Regions from separate parts of the Ovis canadensis genome. Here region 2 is linked to region 1. A link is a contact called in public Hi-C data. All regions are on one chromosome and are shown on one strand. Each heading gives the region's core, a stretch centred on a gene start, on an enhancer-like site or on the middle of the called end of the contact. The rest is flanking DNA. Distances are from core to core; before and after follow the strand shown.

Region 1 (5,458 bases), core at 1,533-4,032:
GGCAGGAAGCCGCCCTGCGGGCAAAGGAGAAGCAGGTGGAGGAGCTTTATTTGACCTTCTTCTTGGGGCGCAGGTTGTTGGTGTGGCCGCACTTCTTCTTGCGGCAGTTGACAGCACGGGGGTGCAGGCGGGCGTAACACCTGTGCAAGGACACCAGGGATGCTGAGGGCACATCCGGACCACCCCCAGGGCAGCCCCCGCCCCCACACGGGAGCACATACTTGCGGCAGATCATCTTGTCGCAGTTGTATTTCTGAGCCAGCTGGCGGAGGGAAGGCTCAATGATGCCGCCTCGCAGACGAAGCACCAGGTGCAGGGTGGACTCTACAGGAAATGAAGGGCAGAGGCACTGATGGAGCCTAGCCTCACCACCTCAGTCCCACGGGTGGAGGGCAGCCTCCAGGGGCCTCCAGACCACAGCATCAAGTATGATGGGGCTACATCAGAATCCCTTGGTTATGTGCAGATGGGACATGCCACCCCACAGAACCTCCACCTTGTCATGTCACCAGTTCCTCACGAAACTGGAGACTGATATAAATATATACCAATGGTGGTATCCATCTCAGTTTCCCCACAGGCAAGGCAATTTCTAAGAGATGCAAGGATAACCTTTTATTTTGCTAGGGAAAAAGTGGTGGTTTCCTTTACAATACTTATATATTAATACGCACATTGGCCTTAAAAGAAAAGTGACTAAGAACATGAGAAACCATGGCCATTTGGAAAACACTGATGGAGATGCTTTTCAGCGATGAAAACAGCACTTTACAGAGCAATACTCCCTAGCGCCATCTGATCCCCACCTTAAGGACCATCCTCTTCTACAGCTCCCTCCTGGTGACAGACTGTCAGCATTCCATCCTGGGTCCTAGGCCTCGTGCTGAGGCCCTGTCTAGCCACCCCACCCCCGTACCTTTCTGGATATTGTAGTCTGACAAAGTGCGGCCATCCTCCAGCTGTTTGCCCGCGAAGATCAGACGCTGCTGGTCAGGTGGGATGCCTAAAGAGAGAGGCCCTCCATTACTCCATTACAGAGGCTCTTGCAAGCACACTGCTGGCAGCTGCCACTGTGCCCCGCCCACCCCCACCACAAGACTGTGCCAGGATTACCCCAATCTGTCAAAAGGGAAACTGAGGTAGGGAGGGCAAGCTGCCTTCCCAAGATGACACTGGGGAACACTGGCATGGCTGAGATCTATTGAAGCCCAGCACCTGTTGCACACAGGACAGCAGATACTCAGGGCTGAGGGGTTCCTACTGGGTGGAGCATTCACACTCAGCCCAACTCACCCTCCTTGTCTTGGATTTTGGCTTTGACATTTTCAATAGTGTCACTGGGCTCGACCTCAAGGGTGATGGTCTTGCCCGTCAGGGTCTTCACAAAGATCTGCATCTCTGCGCCTGCTGGGGAGAGAGGGATGGGGGGAGTGGTGATCGCTAAAGGTCTGAGCAGCCCCAGCTCACAGGCTGACCAGGTTTAGTCCCTGCCAGCCCCATGCATGCTTCGACCTCAACTGCAGGCCCACCTCAGCGCCTGTTTCCTTCTGCCCCTCGTAGCCTGCACCTTCAACTTTAGGGCACCACCCTGCCAAGCATATTTTCTCCAAGCGTGATCTGGAGGTCCCACCCTTCCTCTCACCAGCCCCGGCTCTTCCAGAAGCCTGGGTGGGAATCTCATCTTAGTAGCATCCCAACACGCACACTTTCCTCCCTACAATCCCTTTTCCTCTTCAATATCAAGCTCAGACACCCAAAACTCCGGCTTCCTTCCGGGTTACACCCGAATGCTCAGACCGCACTTCCTGCGTTTTATCCAGTCCATAAATAACAGCTGCTAACCACGTGCCTGGTACGTGTTTACACAGGTTATCGTTTTCATTTTCCAAGTTATGGAAACAGTTGCTACTACCAGACTTTCTTTACAGACTTAGAAAAAGGCGATAAAAACCCAGCTGAGGGGCTTCATCTTTTCGAGGGGACTGGCAGTTTCCACCACGAGAAAAAATTACAGTTAATACCCCTCCGCATTAAATTGAATCATCCCCGAAGGACACACGCTCTCCCCCCAAGGCCTCCTCAGATAGCTGGGGCCGGCGGAGACGGCAAGCTCCGCTTCCAAATGCCGATTTCCCTCGCGAGGCCCAGTTCGAGACCGGAACCCGGCCCAACGTGCCTTGTTAAGCCCTCCCGCAGAACCTGGCCCGCCTACACGGATTCCAGGCCGCCGCCTCCGTTCCCTGGGCCCCTACAGTCCCCCGCACCCTACAAACCAACCCGGCCCACCGCCAACCCGCAAGGCCTCCACCACCAACCTGCTCGGCCGCCTGGGTGAAGAGAAAGAGGGCGGCGGAACCGGAAACCGCCGATTCGCCGTCGAAAGCGTCTGCGCACCGAGCACGCTGCGTGCTTGCGTCACAATCCGCGCCGCGCATCGTGCCCCGCCCTCGACCCCGCCCCGGCCCCATGGTGGGTGCTGGCGGACGGAGTCTCGGCGCCTGAGTAGGACCTCCGCCCGCTAGCTTCCGGCTGTGAGCCCCACCCATCGGGTCACGTAGTAAGAGTGCCGCAGGTTTCCAGGTGTTTCTGCCCTGTCTCCAAACCTCCTGGAAGACGGCCCGCACATAGCGGGTGCTCCGGAGATATTTAAACAGAGTAGGAGAGACCTTTGTGCTGAAGGAAAGGTATTAAGCCGCAGGTCCAAAGACGCAGGGATCGAGGCGCGAGGCGGCGCGGGGGCTAGACCCCTGGGAGCCACTGGAGGCTCTCTGGCTGCTGTGCATAAATGGGTGTCAGGGCGCGTGCGTACAGGAGCGCGGAGAGCAGGTGGGGTTGGTGCTTCCACTCAAGGAAATGAGGTGGGACCCAAGGCCTTGTTTCTGGGACGGAAGAAGTTAAAAAGTGCTGGGCGCTAGGAACAAGTGAGGACGAAGTTACCCGTGGATTTGGCAGCGTGCTGTGCTAAATCGCTTCAGTCGTGTCTGACTTCGTCCCTGTAGACTACAGACTCCTCTGTCCATGGGATTTCCCAGGCAAGAATACTGGGGAGTGGATTGCCATGCTCTCCTCCAAGGGATCTTCCTGACCCAGGGATCGAACCGTCTGCACTGTAGGGGGCTTCTTTACAGTGGAGTCATTGCTCAGGGTACCTTACTTCATTGACCACTTCCCGGCGCCCCCTATGGACCAGGCAAATGCAGACACGCTGAGGTCTGGGAAGAGACCTTTAATAACAATGTAAAGTGCTTCAAAGATGAGGGGACTCTGTGACAGTGTCTGATGGGGAATGGGACCCCGTCTAGCTCCCTGAGGAGCCCACTTTGAGGCTGAGATTTAGAGAAATTATTCAAGGAAGTAGGGAAATGTGAGCAGTGGGAAGGCCTCTGTGGGGATAGGAAGTGGGGTCATTATGGTTGTCACCACTCGGGACGCCCACCCAAAGCAGCCACATTTCTTTCTAGGCTGGTGGTGCCTGGAGATCCATAACCAGCCTGTCCCACACGCAGCACCTGTCCCTGATTTGGGATGCTGGGCCCAAGGATGGAAAGAAGTCACTGCTAGATGCACCCTCCCCTTTTTAGTAACAGAGTCTCTTTATTGATAACTTCCCAACAGCATCTGTAAACATCGGGTACAAAAATATTCCACTTTGTTCTCCAAGGTTGCTCGGCTTGCTCCACAAAGGCCCTAGGAGAGGCTTGTTAGGCCCTAGAGGTCTACACCTCTGGTCAGAGAAACAGGGCCCGACCAGGCTTGGGGCTGAGTGGATGGCTAATCTCTGTCTTGAGCCTTCTACAACTGTTTCAGAAACCTCCTTGAGATAATGATTGGAGAAAGGATTCAGTACTTTCATTGGAGGAAGGGGCAAGAAGACCAGAATCAGTAGGCGCAGGGGTGGGCTGGGTGGACTCGGACGTGACGGTGCTTGGCTGTCTTGAGGGGGTTCTGACCAGGGGGCTGGGGCAGGGGGCAGCTGGCTCTGGTCTCTGGGAAGCTTGGAGTGTTGTTCAGAGTAGACCTAAAGCCTGACTCTGGAAAAGCTCCCTGTGCCCAGCCCAGCTCCAGGTGGACTGGTCATCCCCAGTCTGATAGAGGGATCTACAGAAGAGATGTTCTCAGTGACGAAGGAGCAGGAATGAAATACCCCCAGGAATTCTAGGGAGGGAGCCTAGAGGGAGGGAGCCTTGTCCCCTCGGCGAGCCCTAAATGACAGACTAGGGTGGCAAAGCTGAGTATCTCCAGGCAGGGTTCTCCGCTGCCACTTGAGACATCTGGGGAATGACGCTGCTGCCACCCTGAGACCCCCCTCGGAGCTCCTGGGAGCGGGGCTACTCGCCCAGCATCTCCTCGTCATCTGTATGGCTGCGACCGTTGATGGCGGGGGAACTAGGCCGGACGTGGGACAGGTCCTCGAAGCCAGGGCTGAGGGAGGGTGAGACGGTGTCGGGGCTGGTGTCACAGGAGCCTGTGCTCTGTTCTGAGGTGGCGATGGTGGTGGTGGTGCTAGGCGGAATGGGGTCTTCATCTTCGTCCTCCAAGAGAGATGCCTCTGGGATGTCTGGGGGAAGAAGACCCGAGAGTTAGCTGAGTTACCGTCATCATCAGGTGCTGTGATGAGGGATTAATTGGGCCCATGACCCCTGACAGCTACCTCCACCCCACACGACAGGACTTTGTTCATTTTACAGAGGAGGAAACTGAGGCCTTGGCAAGTGAGAGGCTTCTCTTCAAGGTGAAGTGAGGTAAGGACTCAGGTTCTCCGGGGTCTGGCCTACATGGGCCCTGGGCGGTGAGCCTGAGCCTGGCTCTGCCCTCTTGACTGTGTCACCTGGGCCTGGCCCCTCACCTGCCTGTGCCTCAGCTCCCTGCTCTATAAACTGGGGAATGATGGCATTGCCTTTGTGCCTGTGGTTTCAGCAGCCCTGCAGTAGGGAGATGTTGGCCCATTCAGCAGACTGGGTAAAGTGAGGCTCAGCATGGACGATGCTGTGCTTCCGCTGCCAAGTCACTGCCCCTCTGGGCACAGCCCACACCTCACAGGTGGCTACGGGTAACAGCCTGCCTCATAGTGGGTGCATGACACTCACTGGGCTGAGGACTGTCATCCTTGTCAATATCCCATTGTTACAACCGCCGAAGGAGGAGATTCTGATCTCAACACCTGCTCTGCAGGTTGCCAAGAAGACCAGGCCAAACCCCTGCCCACGTCTGTCTGGACCCACAACCCACCAGGGCCTGGGCCTGGTGTCAGCCCTTGGGGTACATTCCAGAAGCCGGCCCTGGGCTGAGGGCACTGACATCAAAGGGTGCAGAGCCCAGAAGTGGGATGCAGGAGTTCTGGGTGACACTTACGGCTGAAGGCCTCCGGGTGCTGTCTGGCCAGCTTCCCTTTCAGTGTCCTGTGGGGGAAGGGAAGGCACACAGGGCTGAGCCCGGTACAGGCCAGGACCCTCCTGCT
Region 2 (5,455 bases), core at 2,388-4,887, 91 kb after region 1:
CCAGCCCCACTTGCAGGCACTCACAGTTGTGCCTTGTTAGTTTGGCCTTTTCTGGAAATTTACATAGGTGGGGTCATCCATTGTATCGCGTTCTATATTGGGCTTCTCTCATTTAGCTGGTGGCTTTAAGGTTCGTCCGTGTCCTGTCCATTGGGGAGTCATTTGTTTTGATTTCTAGGTAGTATTTTGTTTCTCTGCCAACTGATGGACATTTGGGTTATTGGCTATTTTTTGAATGTTGTTTAGTCACTAAGTCCTGTCTGACTCTTTGCCACCTCATGGACTGTAGCCCGTCAGGCTTTTCTGTCCATGGGGTTTCTCAGGCAAGAATGCTGGAGTGGGTCGCCATTTCCTCCTCCAGGGGGTCTTCCCGGCCCAGGGGTGGAACCTGTGTCTCCTGCCCTGGCAGGTGGACTCTCCACTGCTGAGCCACCGGGGAAGTAGAGTGTCTCTGCTCCGCACGCTTACGTCTGTTTTCGTGTGCTCCTGCGTTTTCATTTCTCTCGGGTATATCCCTCGGAATTGGAATTGGTGGGTCACGTGATGACTGTGTTAACCCTTTTAAGAAGCCGCCCCGGGACTCCCCTGGTGGCTCAGTGGTTAAGAGTCTGCCTTTCTGTGCAGGGGATGTGGGTTCAGTCCCTGGTCAGGGGACTGGGATTCCACATGCTGTGGAACAGCTGCGCCCGTGTGTCGCAGATCCTGAGCCCGTGCACCGCAGCTAGAGTCTGTGCCCTGCAGCAGAGGCCCTGTGTGCCGCAGCTAGGGCCTGGCACAGCCGAGGTGATGGGTGCTGGAATACCTGCCGGGCTTCTCTGCAGGACCCTGTATGCTCCCACCAGTGAGGGGTGAGGGTTCGGGCTGTCATCTTTCCTCTTTTGGCTATCCCAGTAGGCACCTGCGCAGTCTGCACCTCACTGATGAGACGCAGCTGCTCCCGCGCTTACTGGCCACCTGCAGATCTTCTTCTGGGCCTCTGTCTTTAACCTAGTTCCCAGCAAAGGCTGCTTAAATGTTGCAGCTCCAAGGGCCCAGCTAGACAGGACCCCCCTGGTGCCGCCCCTCTCTCTAATCCTGTGGACTGCATTCCAGGCAGCAGTCTGACCATGGTTTAGGGGGCAGGTCATCTGGTCTTGAGCTTGCTGTGAAGGGAGCCTGGCCCCTGTCTCAGCAACGCAGTAGCCCTTTGCACCTGCAGGGGCTGGAGGACATGCTGTATCTGCCCACCTGGCAGTGAGGCGTGATGTGTGTGGGGTGGGGGCTTCCCCAGGGGCCCAGTGGTCACGACTCCATCTTCCAGTGCACAGTACGTGGGCTCGATCCTCACTGTAGGGGGCACGGGTCAGGGGCTAAGGTCCAAAAAATAAAATAAATCCTTACATTCTTTCTCACATTAAAAAAAAATTTTTTTTAATGTTTCAGTCTTTCTCAAATTAAAAACAGTGTGGCTGACTTCTGGGGTGTCTGATTCCGGGGAGGTGAGTGCTGGAGCTGAGTGTGGCCGCTCAGGTCTGCTCCAGGTGCGTGAGTGAAGCCCTTGGAGACTCTTGGCCGAAGGGGAGGCCCCTGTAAGCCGAGCAGGGTGAGCGTGCGGCCCCCATGGTCCAGGCTGGCTGAGCGCGGCCCCCTCACCTGTGGACAGCTGCTCAGTGGTCTGACAGGTCATAGGTACTGAGAGGCCAGCCCGCCCGCTGCTTGGCTCTCCCCCGTGTGTGCAGCTGCTCTGCCCACCCAGGGCCCACGGCGGGCCTGACATTCTGGGTGCAGAGCAGACAGGCAGTCACTGCAGACTGGACCTGGGGTCCAGGTGGGGGGCCTCCCTTACGCCTGGGGGTGCTGGGGCGGAGGCCTGAGAGGTGGGCTCTGTTGGAGATGGGCGAGCCCAAGATCTAGGCTGCCACGTGGAGGAAAGCTGAGGAGAACCACAGACCCAGAGGCTGATTTGGGCCCTGTGGGTTTGAGGATGGAGGGGAGGGGGTCGTCGTGACGAATCAGCACCACCCTGTGGGGTGAGGTATGCTACCCAGAAAGTGTCAAGGGCCCGGGGTAAATGAGAAAGAGAAGTGTGACCCTCCATCTGGATCCGTGTTCTTTCTAAAATTCCACCAGAAGGCTGATCTCTGAATAGCTGAAGCTTAAATTAGTAGTTTTTTGGTGTAATTTTTTCCTGTGACATTTGGGAATTCCGCCGCCCCAAGCACAGGGACAAGCTGCCCTGAAGCTCTGACGTGGGAGCTGGGCCGGCGTTGGGCTGGGTCCTGTCAGGGCCTTGGGGCGGAGGGCATCGCCCCATCAGCCTGCCTCCTGGCGGGCCCTGCTCGCCCCTGCAGTTCCGCTCCGCGTGGAGCGCCTCTGAGGCGGCACGGCCTGGGCTGGTGCCGGTTTGCGGGAGGATGGGGAAGCGCTGCGCGTTGCCTCTCGTGTACCTTCAACCCTGGCCGCTGGGCCATCTGAGGAGCTCTTACCGATGCGTCAGAACCCTGCTCTGGTGGCTTTTCCTGTCATTTTCAACACGCGTAGTCTATTCCTCTCACCCCTCCTGAAAACACTGTCTTTATCCTGCTCCTTGTATGACTGGGAAATGAGTCTTTGGATTTCCAGGTATCTTTTTTCTTTTCCTCATACTTTAAACTTTTTATTTAGCTGATGAATAATGTTGTGGTGATTTCAGGTGAACAGTGAAGGGACTCAGCCATATATAAACGTGTTCCAGATGGTAATTTCAGGTGAACAGTGAAGGGACTCAGCCATATATAAACGTGTTCCAGATATCGTCATTGACATGTTCCCATTTTGCTCTTTTGCAGGATTCTGTTTCACTGAGACCTTCGATTCGATTTCAGGGAAGTCAAGGGGTAAGTCTTTTTTCGGTCTTAATCTTACTGATTTAGAATTGTGGCTTGCTGGGCACAGCAGCCCGTTGGGAGCAGTGTTTTGGCCCCATCCCCCTCTGTGCCAGACAGGGCCCTCTGCCGAGCCACGGTCTGCCTCTGGTCGTCTCCAGGCTGGGGCCACATCAGCAGGCCCTCTGTGGGCTGAAGGCAGCTCTTCTGTCCAGCAGTTCCCGAGTTTCCCACTTCCTGTCGTTGCCAAACTCATGTTCTGACTTGATCTTTGTGCTGATTGGAAAGTATGCCCCCCGAGCCCAAGTGAACCTGGAAATGTGCCCGCCCCCAAGGGCAGGGCGCTGCTCTCTGTCGGTGGACCTAGGACCACAGGTATTTAGCTTTTTAGTACCGGGAGGTATAGAAACTCAATACTCCAGGTTTTTCATGAAAGATACTTGATCATAAATGACCATCTTACAGAAAAATTGAGGAATGGGAGAAAGGGCGCGTTGTCCATAATCCTTGCAACCCAGGTCCTAGGACCCGCATATCAGTCCACCCACTAAAGATGATTTGGAACACTTTGGTTTTTTTCCTAATCTTTATTGCAAGTCTTTTTTTTTCCCTTTAAATCTGAAGAGTTGCCACACACATCTAAGTCAGTTTCCACCTGATAGCCTGCTGGCTTCTTCCAGAAGCAGGGAGACCTGTAGGTCTCACCCCAGGCAGGGTGCTCCAGAGAGATGGAGCCCTGAGATACATGTCTGCAAGTGCAGACGGCGATACCAAGAGCTCTATTGCAAGACGTTGACTCACAGGCTTGTGGGGCTGATGAGTCTGAATTCCATGGGGCAAGCAGGAAGCTGGCCCCGAGGTTCATGGGCAAGCTTCTTCCTGATCAGGGAAGCCTCAGTTTCCCTAAGGCCTTCCACTGATTGTATGAGGCCTGCCCAGACCTGGTCGTGCAGTCACTAGAGGCTGTGGCCTGGCCAGGGGAACACTGTCACACCAAGACCAGTCAGGGTCAGTGAGATGCCCTTAAAGGCCCCAGGGCACACGCCCTGCCCTGTCCCTTCTCTGGGGCTTCCATACCTTCTTTGGCCCTGGCCACCTGCTTCTCCTTTATCCCCTGAGATGTTTCCCCAAGGGGCAGGGCCCGCTGGGCTTGCTGCCAGACTGGCCTAATGGCGCCCTCTTGTGGCCTGTGGTCACAGTGTGCCCTCAGCAGCTGTGGGAAGATGAGGAAGCCAGGGCACAGATTGCTGTTCTTTTATCCATGAGCAATGCTTCCTAGTCAGCAAGACACCACTGGGATGCTCACAGAAGCACTGGGAGGGTCTCCTGGGCTTTACACTGTGTCGCCGAAATCCCTGTGCCAAACTTAAGAGCCACATCCATTCAAGAAAGGGTCCCTGCCTCCGAACTGAGAATTATGCTTTGCCCACATTTTTTTCCTCTGGGTATTCTCATGTGTCGTGGACTTCCTAGAAGGTTCTGAGGGTGTGGAGGCCGTGTGCTGCAGCCAGCAGCAAGCCAGGCCGTGAGTCTCCACTAAGAGGCTCTTCCCTGGGTGGGACCGTGTGAGGACTGGAGGAGGCCTGTTCTTTCCCAGTTCACTGTGAAGGACCAGGCGCTTGGTCTGCCCCTGGTGACCTCTGGGCCTTGTCCTTCTCCTGGGTTTTGATAGACCGTGACCGTTCCTTCCGGCCAGGTGTGCGAGGCCTGGCCTGGGGCAGGTGCACATCGGATGCCGTCGCGGTCACTTGGAGCAGCGGGGGAGGAGGCCAGGCCCTCGCTCTCTGCTCCCTGTTCTCCTGGTCGTGCCCTCCAGCCTCGAGGCTGGAAGCAGCAGGAGGTGGGCGGGCCGGGTTGGCCCAGCTCGGTCAGCACCCCTGGTGCCTGTGCTGACTGCATGTTCTGGACCCTGGGTAGGCTGGCAGGGCCTGCTTCCCGGAGGCCCATGACGCTGGCGGACTGAAGACTGAGACCTTCTTTGCTCCTTCCCTCAGGGACCTCGGCCAGGTCTCCCTCTGGTTGTTGGCCTCCCCGCCCAGGAGAGGGGCCTCGCACCTAAGGGCTGGACGCAGGTTAACATGGCCTCAGGAGGGGCTTCCTGGCGGCCAGGTGGCTGAGACTCAGCGCTCCCAATGCAGGGGGCCTGGTTTCCATCCCTGGTTGGGGAACTAAATCCCACATGCCTCAACTAAGAGTTTGCATGTCACAAGTGAAGACCCTGCCTGCCGCAGCAGAGATCCCAGGTGCCACAGCTGGGCCTGTGAGGCCCTGCACAGCCAACAAAGTAAACCATGGCCCAAGGAGGAGCAGAGCCCCTCTGCGGTCCAGAACACGCTCGCTTGGGTCCTGGCGCTAGTCCCCCGCGGTGTGAATGTAGCCCAGCTGGCGTAGGGCCTCGTGTCCCCTAGCTCCCAGGGTGGGAGTCAGGGCCGGCCTGGCTTCTGCCCCACCCGTGCCGGGAGTGCTGCGAGGCCTGGCCGTGGTGGTGTGTGGCCAGGCCCTGGTGCTCGCCGCTTCCTGGGGGTGACCGCGTGGCACCCTGTGGCATGCCCAGCATCGGCGTGCTGCGGAGCAAAGCACTCACCTTTGTTTCGTGGGCCGTGTCCGTGCAT

What was found. Hi-C and Micro-C count contacts between places; a contact is called where the count stands out from the background.
Region 2: a Hi-C map of fibroblasts shows a contact between it and region 1, with 2.5 times the contacts expected there. The contact joins the enhancer-like site here to the promoter of UBA52 in region 1. A contact is called at or near these places in 2 of 2 Hi-C or Micro-C datasets (fibroblasts and lung).

What each region holds. Positions count from the first base shown.
Region 1 is chr5:19,205,636-19,211,093 of ARS-UI_OviCan_v2, forward strand. UBA52 (ubiquitin A-52 residue ribosomal protein fusion product 1) reads right to left here and starts at 2,783. Exons shown (of 5, transcript XM_069590326.1): 1 at 2,316-2,783; 2 at 1,294-1,407; 3 at 917-1,003; 4 at 222-324; 5 at 1-140. The coding sequence starts at 1,396. The coding sequence ends at 47. KXD1 (KxDL motif containing 1) reads right to left here. Exons shown (of 5, transcript XM_069590322.1): 4 at 5,353-5,399; 5 at 3,575-4,558. The coding sequence ends at 4,329. It overlaps REX1BD (required for excision 1-B domain containing), which reads right to left and starts at 14. Exons shown (of 6, transcript XM_069590321.1): 1 at 1-14.
Region 2 is chr5:19,295,689-19,301,143 of ARS-UI_OviCan_v2, forward strand. ELL (elongation factor for RNA polymerase II) reads left to right here. Exons shown (of 12, transcript XM_069590334.1): 2 at 2,808-2,855. Among named protein-coding and RNA genes, the nearest start is that of ISYNA1, 32 kb to the right of the region's middle. Within about 2 kb of position 3,638, the one cell type or tissue checked has open chromatin away from gene starts, as enhancers often do. A contact at or near this core is called in fibroblasts, where this site is marked.